Linked DNA regions of Sus scrofa: region 1 is linked to region 2. The links are chromatin contacts, called in public HiChIP or PLAC-seq maps. All regions are on one chromosome and are shown on one strand. Each heading gives the region's core, a stretch centred on a gene start, on an enhancer-like site or on the middle of the called end of the contact. The rest is flanking DNA. Distances are from core to core; before and after follow the strand shown.

Evidence for each region. HiChIP or PLAC-seq counts read pairs in DNA pulled down with a chosen protein or histone mark.
Region 1: an H3K27ac HiChIP or PLAC-seq map of alveolar macrophages shows a contact between it and region 2. The contact joins the promoter of MAP3K3 here to the promoter of CCDC47 in region 2. A contact is called at or near these places in 1 of 47 Hi-C or Micro-C datasets (blood) and 1 of 2 datasets of contacts at active chromatin or transcription factors (alveolar macrophages).

The regions. Positions count from the first base shown.
Region 1 is chr12:15,294,620-15,300,325 of Sscrofa11.1, reverse strand. It overlaps MAP3K3 (mitogen-activated protein kinase kinase kinase 3), which reads left to right and starts at 1,542. Exons shown (of 17, transcript XM_003131293.6): 1 at 1,542-1,919. The coding sequence starts at 1,916.
Region 2 is chr12:15,163,161-15,168,700 of Sscrofa11.1, reverse strand. CCDC47 (coiled-coil domain-containing protein 47) reads right to left here and starts at 3,433. Exons shown (of 13, transcript XM_021066772.1): 1 at 3,080-3,433. DDX42 (ATP-dependent RNA helicase DDX42) reads left to right here and starts at 3,444. Exons shown (of 19, transcript XM_021066770.1): 1 at 3,444-4,003.

The DNA of each region.
Region 1 (5,706 bases), core at 293-2,792, 130 kb before region 2:
GATGATGTGGCTGGCGTATGGAAAATGATTCATAAATATTAATTCTCTCCCCTTTACCTTCCCTTCCTAGAAAAGAGATTATTATAGTTAAGGAACTGCAATAAACTGGGTAGGGATCTAATTAAGTGAGAAAATGACAGACTTAAAAGCTTCCTGAAAGAAAAAAAACCCAAAAAACTCAGCAGACAAGAGGCCTGATTAAATATGGGGGTGGGGTGGGGTGGGGAGGTGGTCCTAAAGAAAGAGGGAAGTCTAAGGTAATCCTCAAGAGATTTGACACCCAAGGCCGTCTCCACTAAAGATTCTTAGTTTACAGTTGAAAATGGCACCAGAGGAAGATGATTCTGGCGCCCTTGATTAAAGTGATTACATTACACTTTAAGCAGGAACCAAAGGAAGGGAGCCTGTATTAATTGTGGTGGACTTATAGACTCTGAAGATCTGGGTGTATAACATGTTGAACAATGCGGGTTGGGAAAATTAGTTATGGGCACTCTTTTGAAATACGCAGTCAGTACAATTGTTTTAAAACAATATTCAGAGGCACGGGAAAATATGTTAAGCACACTACAAAACAGTATGAAGCCATTTTTGTCAAACGTTGCATATTTAGATAGGAAAGAGATAAAATATCCTGAGGTGGAATTTTTATTTCATTTAAAATATTTTTTGATACAAAGAGCTTGTGTTGCTTTTATGACCAGAAATTTTTTTTTTTCTTCCCGAAAGAACCCCTTTGACCTCGCCACTTAGTAGTTTCAGCCGTTGGCCAGCAGATTCCTAAGGTTCGCTTTCCGGCACTACCCTAGCTCCTTGGAGTGTATGTATAGCCCTCGAGGTGTGAGAAACAGAAAAAGGCGGGCAGTGGTAAGCCACTCCTGCGCAGCGTCTGGAGGACTGGCCAGTGCCCGGCGGCAGATATGGCCACACGCAGGGAAGCACTCAGAGCTTATTGCGCGCCTAGTGTGGGCACAGGGAGAAGGACGTCAACTTCAGGGACCGCCGAGAGCCGGACGGCGGGAGGCCAAGGGGGCCCTCTAGCCTCGTTCCCAAACTCCAGCACCAAAGCAGCAGGCGGGGAACAGCGCCAGCCCGCGCGCCAGTGGAGCCTTCGCTGACTGACGGGAGGTGGGCGTGTGGGCGGAGCCTCAAGCATTAGCTGTGATTGGAACAACCAACACCTCCCGGGAGAGAGGGGGCCAGCCTGCTAGGGATGCGCAGAGGAGGGTGCTCGGAACCCTCTACGCGATTGGCTAGCAGCGGAGTGAACGAGACAATGTTTCTATGATTGGCAGATGGTAGCCCGCCCTCGGAAACCTCCTTGGCTTCGACTATTGGTATCCTGCGAGAGTAGGCGGGATTGGTTCTTTGAGTGGTGCTGATGATTAGCTGGCGGCTGAAAGTGGGGTGTTGGAGAGAGCTGGGGGAGATGGGGCGGCGGGGGCAGCACTTCCTCCTTGTTATTGGCTGGTGAAGTGAGTGGAGGGGTGGTACCAAGGCCCAGCGAATGCCTGGGATTGGCGGGCGCTGCGATGAGTGACAGACAAGGGGGCGAGCTGCGCGACCAGCGGTTTGTTTTTCGGAGCGTTCCTGAGGTGGAGAACGGTGGCCGGACGGAGAGACTGCGGGACTGAGGGACTAGCTGGCGGGCGGGCCGAGCGGCGCCGCCGAGGCCGGGCTGGGCCGAGCCGAGGAGAGCCGGGGATGTAGCGGGCCACCCTGCCCATGCCACAGCGCCCGGTCGCGGGCGGAGCCGGAGCCGGAGCCTGGGGAGGCGGCGGGGGCCCCGAGTGCAGCCCGCGCCCCCCGCGCGGAGCCAGGCCCGCTGCCGTCCCCGCCGCCCGGGCCCCCGGCATGCAGCCCCGGCTGCGGAGGTGACACTCGGGCCCTAGCCGCCGCCGCCGCCATCGCCACCATGGGTGAGTGTCGCCACCGCCCCGGCCTGTGCCCGCGCTGCTTCGCGTCGCCCCGCCCCGGGCTGAGGGGAGGAGGACCCTGGGCCGCCGCCTGACAGGCATGGACAGCCCGCCCGACCCGGGCTGTGGACCGCCGGCGCCCGCCCGCCCGCCCGCCGCGCTCGCGGCTCAGCGGTTCCTCGGCCGGGGCGGGGATTCTGGCTTCCCCGGCCCGCGCGGGCGGTCCTGCCCGGCAGAGCCCACTCCGTAGCCTCCTTCCGGGCCGCGCGGCTGGCGCACCCCGGGGAAGCGGCGGCGGGTCGAGGGCCCATGTTCGGCGGGGCAGCTCGCTCGGCCCAAACGAGCCGGACCGCGAGCCCGAGGGCGGGGGAGCGCGAGCGCAGTGTGGGGCCCGGGCTGGAGGCTGGTGCAGGCCCAGCTGCTGTTGTGTCTTTTCCTTGATTTGCTTTTTTTTCCTGCCTGTGTCATTTCCTTCCCTTTGCTCACACAGGCCGGCCTGTGAGAGTTCCCGGGGCTTGCTCTCGAGCCCTGTGCGCTCCCCAGAGCGCGGGGGTGGGGGTGCGCCGAGGGGGGGCATGCAGGGAGATAGGCTAGGAGGTTATTAAAACCGCAATCACAGTTATCAACCTTATCAACCGCGCGGTTGAGAAAAGCGAGCTGCACGCAGGTTGCTGGAGGTTAGAAATTGGCCGCGGACTGCCAGTTATAATACACATTTTACTTTTGAAAAATCTTGTTGCAGTGTTTTACGTCCATTATTTTAATCTAACGGTATTCCTGAAATTATGTAACTTTAGAGAGAAACGTTCACTACACAATCTCTGTGAAAGCATTTCCTTTTTAATCGGTATTTGCAATTTCTGTTGTGAAGATGTAATCTAAGAAAAGCTTTTAATGTCTTCCACACGCAGCATTTGAACTGAATTATATTTCACGTCCTTTTTGGTAATTTAGCAAATGACTATTGGACTAGATTAAGTAGCAGATAACATTTTAGATGTGCTTTGCTTCTCTTGTTGAATCTTTTGATATCGTTGTCTTCAGCGGCAAGTTTTGCAATTTGATATCGTCCTAAACAATCAAGTGGTAGACTTGAGTAAAACGATTATTTGCAAAGCCATTGATTGCATCTGTGAAGAGCAGAACATTAATGTTTTCTTTGCCCTGTAGCAAGGTCAAGTCATTTTTGTAGGAGGTTAAGTGTTTTCTGTGTCATATTTGGCAGATATTCTTTTGCTGCCCATCTTTGCACTCTGGCTTTGAATGAATTGCCTTGTTCTACTCCATGCTGCCCCTCATACAGCAAGGGATGGGTATGTTCATTTCTTGGACTTACTGTTTCCTTCCCATGATTTACTTCAGAAGTGCTTGCTTCTGTGACAGTAAGCAGAAAAGGAATCCAGTGAGGCTGAGGCCTGGTATTTAAATACATAATTCAACAAACGCTTATTGAACATTTACTACAAATAGGGCACATAGTTCTTGTCCTCCCCAGGACACCAGACTTCGAACATTTATTTGTCTTGTGTTCTGGAATTTGTTGATTGAACTAAAACTTTGAAATGATTTGTGAACCTACATTTGTGATAATCTTTCTAGTGTATCTTTCTGTTTGTCCTGCGGTGGCAGTCTTAAGTCCCAAAGGGGAATGTGAAATACTTGAGGGTGTGCACACATCCCACTCCCCACTTTCTTGACTACTAAATCAGAGTGTCCAGATTTCATGTCTAACAAATAAATGTCAGCCTGTTTTCACATTTCAAGATATTTTCAGAAAGTTTAAGTGTGAGTATATGTAGACACAGTGATTGCGAGGAAAAGAACTGTATAGGTAGGGTCCAGAGCCCCAAAGGAAAACGGACCACAAACTCCATGGTCTTCTCTTTTGTCCCCATGTTTCCATGTCAGTTTTACATGGAAAAAATGAGATAGTGAGGGGAGAATTAGCTTGCCTGGTGATTGCAGTATTATTAGGCAAGTTGGTTTGAGAACCACTGCCTGGCTTTCTTTAGCGCTTAAACCTTCATACCACTCTTGCTTTTTTCTTTTTTGTAGATGACCTTGACGTGCAATTAGGGCTAATACTGAATTCTCTTAGAACATGGTCCATCAGATTATATGTTTACACATGCAGTCTCTTAAATAGTAGTTTCCATTTTGGTGATGTAAGTGATGAAAATTCATATTCCCAGGTTAGTTTCTTTAGTTGCTGAGTTTTAATTCAAGGGGTAATAAGTGCAAAACGTAGACTTATTAATATTTTTATTATACTCGTTAAACTCCAGCCCAGTGAAGAAAGGACTAAACTAATTGAGTCCCTGCCCTGCAGGTTCCTTGGTTAACAGTCATATTTTCCTGAGCTGTTCTAAGCCCCAGATTCAAGCTTGTTTGACAACTTGGGTTGGTAATGAAAACAGACCAGATTTTATATTGACTATTAACCCCAATAAATTTCTAGTGGAAATTACACTTATCCCTTAAATAATAGGAAATATTCTCTTTTGGAGGAGCTTTGATATTATGTGGTTATAAAAAAAATTGGGGATTGACCGGTTATTTTTTCTTGGGCACACCAAAATTCTCTCCTAGTTTTAGTAATTATAGTGGCAAATGCTGTTGATAACACCTAAGACTAATTTACTACTGTTTATTTGGACTCTATAAAAGCAGTCTAAAATTTAGTGGGAAATATTACTGAAAAATGTGTAGCAACTTGGAAATGTTACAGGAAATGGTGGTGAACTGCATATAGGATTTAGGATGGTGTGGTTCTGGTTTGATAACTTGGTTTGAGGTCAGAATCATTGTGATTTACGGATGCCTGGTGTCTCTAGGGTTTCAGGGCTGTTGGGATCTCCCAATTAGACCAGTCTCAATTCAGTTTGGCTAAACTCCGACCACTTGTGTATACTCTAAATCATTAGCAACTGTTTTGATGGAAATTGGGATCACAGTTGACTGAATCAACATGGTTATGTAACGACTAGATTTCTGATATTTTACAAAACAATGATTGGTTTTTAAAACTGAATTTTAGGCAATTATAGAAAGTATCAGTCCAACTGAGCATTACTTAGGGGAATACATAAAGTATAAGAAGCAGTTTTCTTGGAGTTCCTGTCATGGCTTAGTGGAAATGAGCCTGATTAATATCCATGGGGCCAGGTTCCATCCCTGGCCTCACTCGGTGCATTTCTGTGAGCTGTGGTGGATCCAGGGTTGCTGTGGTATAGGCCGGCAGCTGCAGCTCTGATTTCACCCCTACCCTGGGAACTTCCATATGCCTCGGGTGTGGCCCTAAAAGGCAAAAAAAAAAAAAAAAAAAAAAAAAGAAGAAAAAGAAGCAGTTTTTATTGGTTCTGGTTGCGTAAGCTGTTTATTCTTTGCCCATTTATTGAGCATCTGTTATGTGTCAGATACAGCATTAGGCTCTGGTACATGCATTTATCCTGTGTTTAAAAAGTTACAGTTAGGTGAGACGAGCCAGAAACATGTAAAGATATAAGTGCAATGAGATGTTATGGATACTTTGTCAAAACTGTGAAGGTACATAGGAGGGAGAGATCAATCTTGTAGTTTCGGGATTGACATGCATTATGGTATAGTCCTTAGATTGCTAAAGTCAGTTCCATTAAACATTAAAATATGATGGTGAGGAGTTCCCATTGTGGTACAGCGGAAACGAATCTGACACTAGGAACCAGGAGATTTCGGATTTAATCCCTGGCCTTGCTCAGTAAGGATATGGTGTTGCTGTGAGCTGTGGTGTAGGTTGCAGATGCGGCTCAGA
Region 2 (5,540 bases), core at 2,184-4,683:
AAAACAATAAAGGAGGTAAAAATTGAGGGAAAGCCAATAAATTAAATTTACTACCTGCTGAAAAGTTCGGAGTGTTTCCAAGCAGTACATTAGATGACTAACATTTATCTCTTGATTTTCAAAAAGTCCCTAAAAAGTTTTATAACCTACTTTATATAGGGAGAAAACGAAATTTAAGCCTGGAGTTCAGGATACAAGCCTAAGCTGAAAATAGAGAATGGATGAGCTCTCCTGGAAGTATTAAGAGTTAGGTTTAGGAAAAAAAAAAAAAAAGGAATTCCCACCATGGCGTGGTGGGTTAAGAATCTGACTGCAGCAGCTTGGTTTGCTGCAAAGGCGTGTGTTTGATTCCTGGCCAAATGATGCCAAAGCTGCTGCGTAGGTCACAGTTTCGGCTCGGATTCAATCCCTGGCCCAGGAAACTCCATGTGTTGTGGGGGGAAAAAATCTTTTGAAACAAATCATTACAGCTAAGAGGTGGACATAATAGAAAGAATTGGAATGGAAAACTAAGAAGGAATGGTTAGAAAAAAGAAACTCTGGCCAAAGTGATATCATAGAAGTCAAAGGAGAAGCATAATCCTAAGAAGGAACAGAGCTCGATTTCAACTGCTGCAGCAAGTTCAAGTGACATATGGACCAACAATTTCCCAACGTTGATAATGAAATCATTATTGGCAACTGCAGAGAAGTGGTAAGTATGGAAGCCAGGATGGAGGGAGATGAGTAATAACAGAGTGAATGGGTGGCAAAGGGAGTGTGTACTAATCCTTCAGGTGCAGGGGGAAACCGTGTATAGAACACCATAAATTCACAAAGGAAATCAGTTAAGTTCAAAGCCTATTGGAGTTCCCTTGTGGTGCAGAGGGTGCTGTCATTGCAGCTGCTCTGGTCACTGCTGTGGCACTGGTTTGATCCCTGGCCAGGGAACTTCCATGTGCCTCCAGCGCTGTCTAAAGTAAAATAAAATAAAGTAAAATAAAATAAAAAAGTTTGGAGTTCCTGTCGTGGCTCAGTGGAAATGGATCCAACTAGTATCCACGAGGATGTGGGTTTGATCCCTGGCCGGTCAGGGATCCGGTGCTGTCATGAGCTGTGGTGTAGTCAAAGATGCCACTCGGATCCCACATTGCTGTGGCTGTGGCGTAGGCCAGCAGCTGCAGCTCTGATTCGACCCCTAGCTTGGGAACTTCCATGTGCTTGCAACCCATGGATGCTCAAGAAATATTCTTAGAATTGGACAAAATATGGAGTTCCCTGGTGGTGCAGGGGTTAAAGATCCAGCCCAGTCACTGCTGTAACTATGGTTATGACTATGGTGAGGGTTCAATTACTGGCCTGGGAACTTCTGCATGCTATGGGAGTGGCCAAAAAAACCAAAAAACAACAACAACAAAAAACTGGACAAAGTCCATAAATTTTGAAAGGCACAAATGACTTGAGAAATGCCACCAAAGATTGACCAATACTACGTTCTTTCCAATATTTGATCTTTGATGTTAGCACCAGGGGACATTTTACAGGAAAACACAGCTGCCCACTTGACAAAAACCTTAAAGCAGTTTGTGATGTCTCCAAACACCCCTAGTTTCATATCAAAAGTGGAAAAAATGTGAAAGAGTACAGAGACTGCTGGAGTTAGTTTTAGTTTAAAACATCAGCTCTACCATTTGCCAGCCTCATGATCTTAGGCTAATTACTTATGGCCTTGCTCCCACATACAAAAAAGGCTAACCACTCACTGCTTGCCTCACAGAGCTGTAGTGGACATTACAGGAAATATGAGAAGGCACTCAATCCTATCAGTTCCTATTACTTCCTTCTACTGTGCCTTATGAACCCCCTTTAAGGTTTAAAAATAGTTCACTTTTGGAGTTCCCACAGTGGAGCTGAAACGAATCCAACTAGGAACCATGAGGTTTCGGGTTCAATCCCTGGCCTTGCTCAGTGGGGTTAAGGATCCGACATTGCGGTGAGCTGTGGTGTAGGTCGTAGACACAGCTCAGATCTGGCGTGGCTGTGGATGTGGCTGTAGCTTTGATTAGACCCCTAGCCTGGGATCCTCCATATGTCTCAGGTGTGGCGCTAAAAAAAAATAAATAAATAAAAAAAATTCACTTTTATTGTTTCCCTTTCAGATGTCAGTCTTAAACTTTTTCAAATAGTAGCAATAAAGGTTGACACTGCCAAGTTAACCACTGTCTGATCATTTCAAACTAAATTTCCACTTACAATGTGCAGACCACAGAAGCATTTCTAAGATAAATTAGCAGTGTGACAGAGCTCTTTCAAGGTTATTCAGGTTACGATGATCCAAACCCATTTGTGCCTTTGCTTTCCCCCTCAGAAGACTCTTTGCTGCACCTGTCAACTCATTTCTCAAATGCACAACTCCTTCCTTGCCTGAGGGGCAGTCCTGAGACTCCTGGGGCAGGGAACACCAACACTAACAAGTCTGGTTTGATTTCTTCTGCTAGCTCACTTGGCAAGCTCAGTGACTGGGTCTGGACTTAAAAATGAAAGACGAATACAAGAATCGTTCCTTGCTGACATTTTAGATTAAGCCTTTCTGACAACGGCCGGACAATGCGGCTTCTCGAGATCATTGAGATGGTCCCCTCTCTCCTTACATACGTTGGATAAAAACATGTCTTACGCTAGAAACCTTTAGAGAAGACTGATCACAGAGGTTGCTGCTTCTGCTAAACCCTCCGGATCAAGTCTTTGCCCAGCAAGGAGAATCATCACTTCTATGCTCCATTTTTCCTGCTGCACACTGAGGGCTTCCTCTAACTTTGCCCTGCGGGTTGCATTTGCTTGCAGTTCTAGGAGTTCCCAAAAAACATTAAAGTCACTCCCAAGCCAAGAAAAATCCCCAAGAGAAAATGGGCCTTGTGGTGGACAAAGTTTGGTTTCTTTTGAGAAAGCAGGGAAAGGCGAGAAGACGCGGGGATTGATGCATGCAGGCTGAACTTAGGGGCTTAGGTGGGAAACTGGACCTGGCAGGGCCACGCAACTCAGCGTCACCGCTGGGCCTGGCCCGGCTCCACCGACTAGCGCGTCACGGCCCGCTTCCTACCTGTACCGAGGGCTAGCCTGGCCCAGCGTCCCTGCTTCTACCCTGCCTGCCTCTCGGCTTGGCCACCGCCTGCAGGGTCACCGCGATTTCACAGCCCCCGACGCCTCTAGGACACAGGCAGACAAGGTAGCTCAGTCACACCGCGCCACTCTTCGCGTAGCCTCCGCCATCCGTTACGTAGAATACGTGCGGCTGGTCCGCGCCTGCGCGCCGCTCGGGGGCGGGACGCAGCCTCTGGGACCCCACGAGACCGCCTCCTTCCCCGCCCAGGAGAAGCAAGGTGGGGCTGCTGGGAGAATTACACAACACCGGCCCCGGCGCCGGAACTGCCCGCGCCTATCCCAGGGCTCTCCTCGAGGGTTCAGACGAGATGTCATCACGCTGAACCCGTGCTCCGGAAGCTAAAATCGCCAGGCTCTACGGGACCACGTGGTCTGAAGCACGAGGAGAAATGTTGGCCAGGTCAAATTTGCAAAGTAGAGCCTAGGGGCTCGACAATCTTATGTATATATGGTTTCCACCCGAGCCTTTTTCTTGGCGGCTCCCTGTACTGCTGCTTTCTGCACTCCTAGACCCACTTCCTAAACGGGCCATGGATCCTCTCAGCCAGGGGCAGTGCCAATCAAAGCGTCTGAGGAGTCTGTGAGGCATTCCGGAGCTTTTAGGTCCGAAGCCCGCAGCGCCTTCCGGGAGCCGTAGACCCAGGCTCCGCCCTTCGGCCCGCGCTCTCTGCACTGCGCATGTCTGGCTTTCGCTCCCCTCCCCCCGTCAGCAACGGGCCGAGAGGCGGCGGCGGCGGCGGCAGCTAAGGGGGCGGAGAGAGAGGAGCGCGGCGGGACCGGGCCTGAACCGCGCGTACTTTGGGCCGTGGGATTCTCTCCGCGTCGGCGGTAATAACAGCTGCCGCTGCAGCCACAGAAGCAGGTTTGTGTGAGGTGGGTCTGGACGCGGGGCCGTAACCCCTTGAGGGCACCGGAGGCAAGTGCGGGGCCTAGTGAGGGCCGGGGAACCGCGGCTTTTCTTAACAAAGAGTCGTCAGAGCCTCCAGGAGCCGGAGGCCCAGGGGGCTGGGAATGCCGGACTGAAGCTTCGAGGGGTCCTTGGGAGCCTCGTCGCTCTCCCGCGACTCCCGCTTTTCCGGCAACTCTTACCGAGGCCCAGTTGGCGGCTTTCCGGAGGCGGTGCTCGCCCTCCCGCCCTGCCAGGGAAGGGGATTTGCAGCGTGCCGGGCTCCGAGAGAGAGATAGCCAAGGGGAGGATTCTGACCCAAGCTGCTAGCAATTGGCAGGCGCTAGTTTCCAAATTGAGGGGCTTCATAGGTAAAAGTTGCCAAATCTGAAGACAGTAAAAGACATAGGGATCTTTGTGTAGCCTTGAGTGTTGAGCATCACCATCGTCACACAAACTTTTTTTCGGCCTACTTAAGAGCGTATCCGATGTGAGTAAATTATTTACATGGAGTTACAAGCATACGCACCGATAACATAAAAACAGTCGCACTAGTCAAGATTTTAGGGGGAGTCATAGCTTACCACCTTAGTGGAAGCATTCTGGCTCTCCTTTGGGCAGTCATTTAAATTCGCCTGGCTTCCCATATATACTGTTTTTTTGTAAATGATCTTTATATGTCTATTTTTCCGTGTATATGCACCCTCGAGCTCATAAAGGGCGGAAATTATGTTTTGGTTCATTTTAACCTTCTAGAGCTAAGCCCAGTGGAAAGTGGTCAGTCAGTCTTTCCTACTAAAATTTTTTAAGATTTTCAGCGTCGAAAAAAATGTTATGTTGTATTTTCGTGTACCTGGAACAGGAATCATATGTCCTAATATGGAGTTCATTCATCCAAGAAATATTTTTGGGGATACCTTCTGTGTGCCTGTCCCTGTCCTAGGTCTGTGACCCCAGCTCTCATGAAACTTAATTTCCAGTAGGGAGTAAGAGAAACAGAAAACAAATATATAAATTATATTGTTTGTTAGAAAATATTAATGCCTTAGGTTAGAAAAGTAATAAAGCTGGAAAGAGGGATGGGGAGGTGTTGCATTTTGAAATAGGGTGGTCAGAGAAGTATTTATAGATAAGTTGGTATTTAATAAGACTAAAAGGACGTGAGGGAGTGAGCCCAGCTAGTTTCTGAGGAAATGATGTTCCAGGCAGAGGGAATTGCAGGTGTAAAGGCCTCTAAGAGGAAAATGCTGGCCTGTTAGAGAGATAGTTAGAAAACCTACTGGCTTGGAGCACTGTGGGCAAATGAGGGAGTAGAAGGAGATAAGGTCTGAGAAAGAACTGGGAGGGTGGGGCTGTGGGGAGCCTCTGGGCTCAGAACAACCAGGACCTTTTAGGCTGTTGTGAGAGTTTCACTTTTCTTCTGCCTGAGATAGTAACTGTCTGAGGGTTTTGAGCAGAGGAGTGGTAAGATCTGACTTACATTGTAATAATTTAGTGTAGCTGGTGGAGGAGC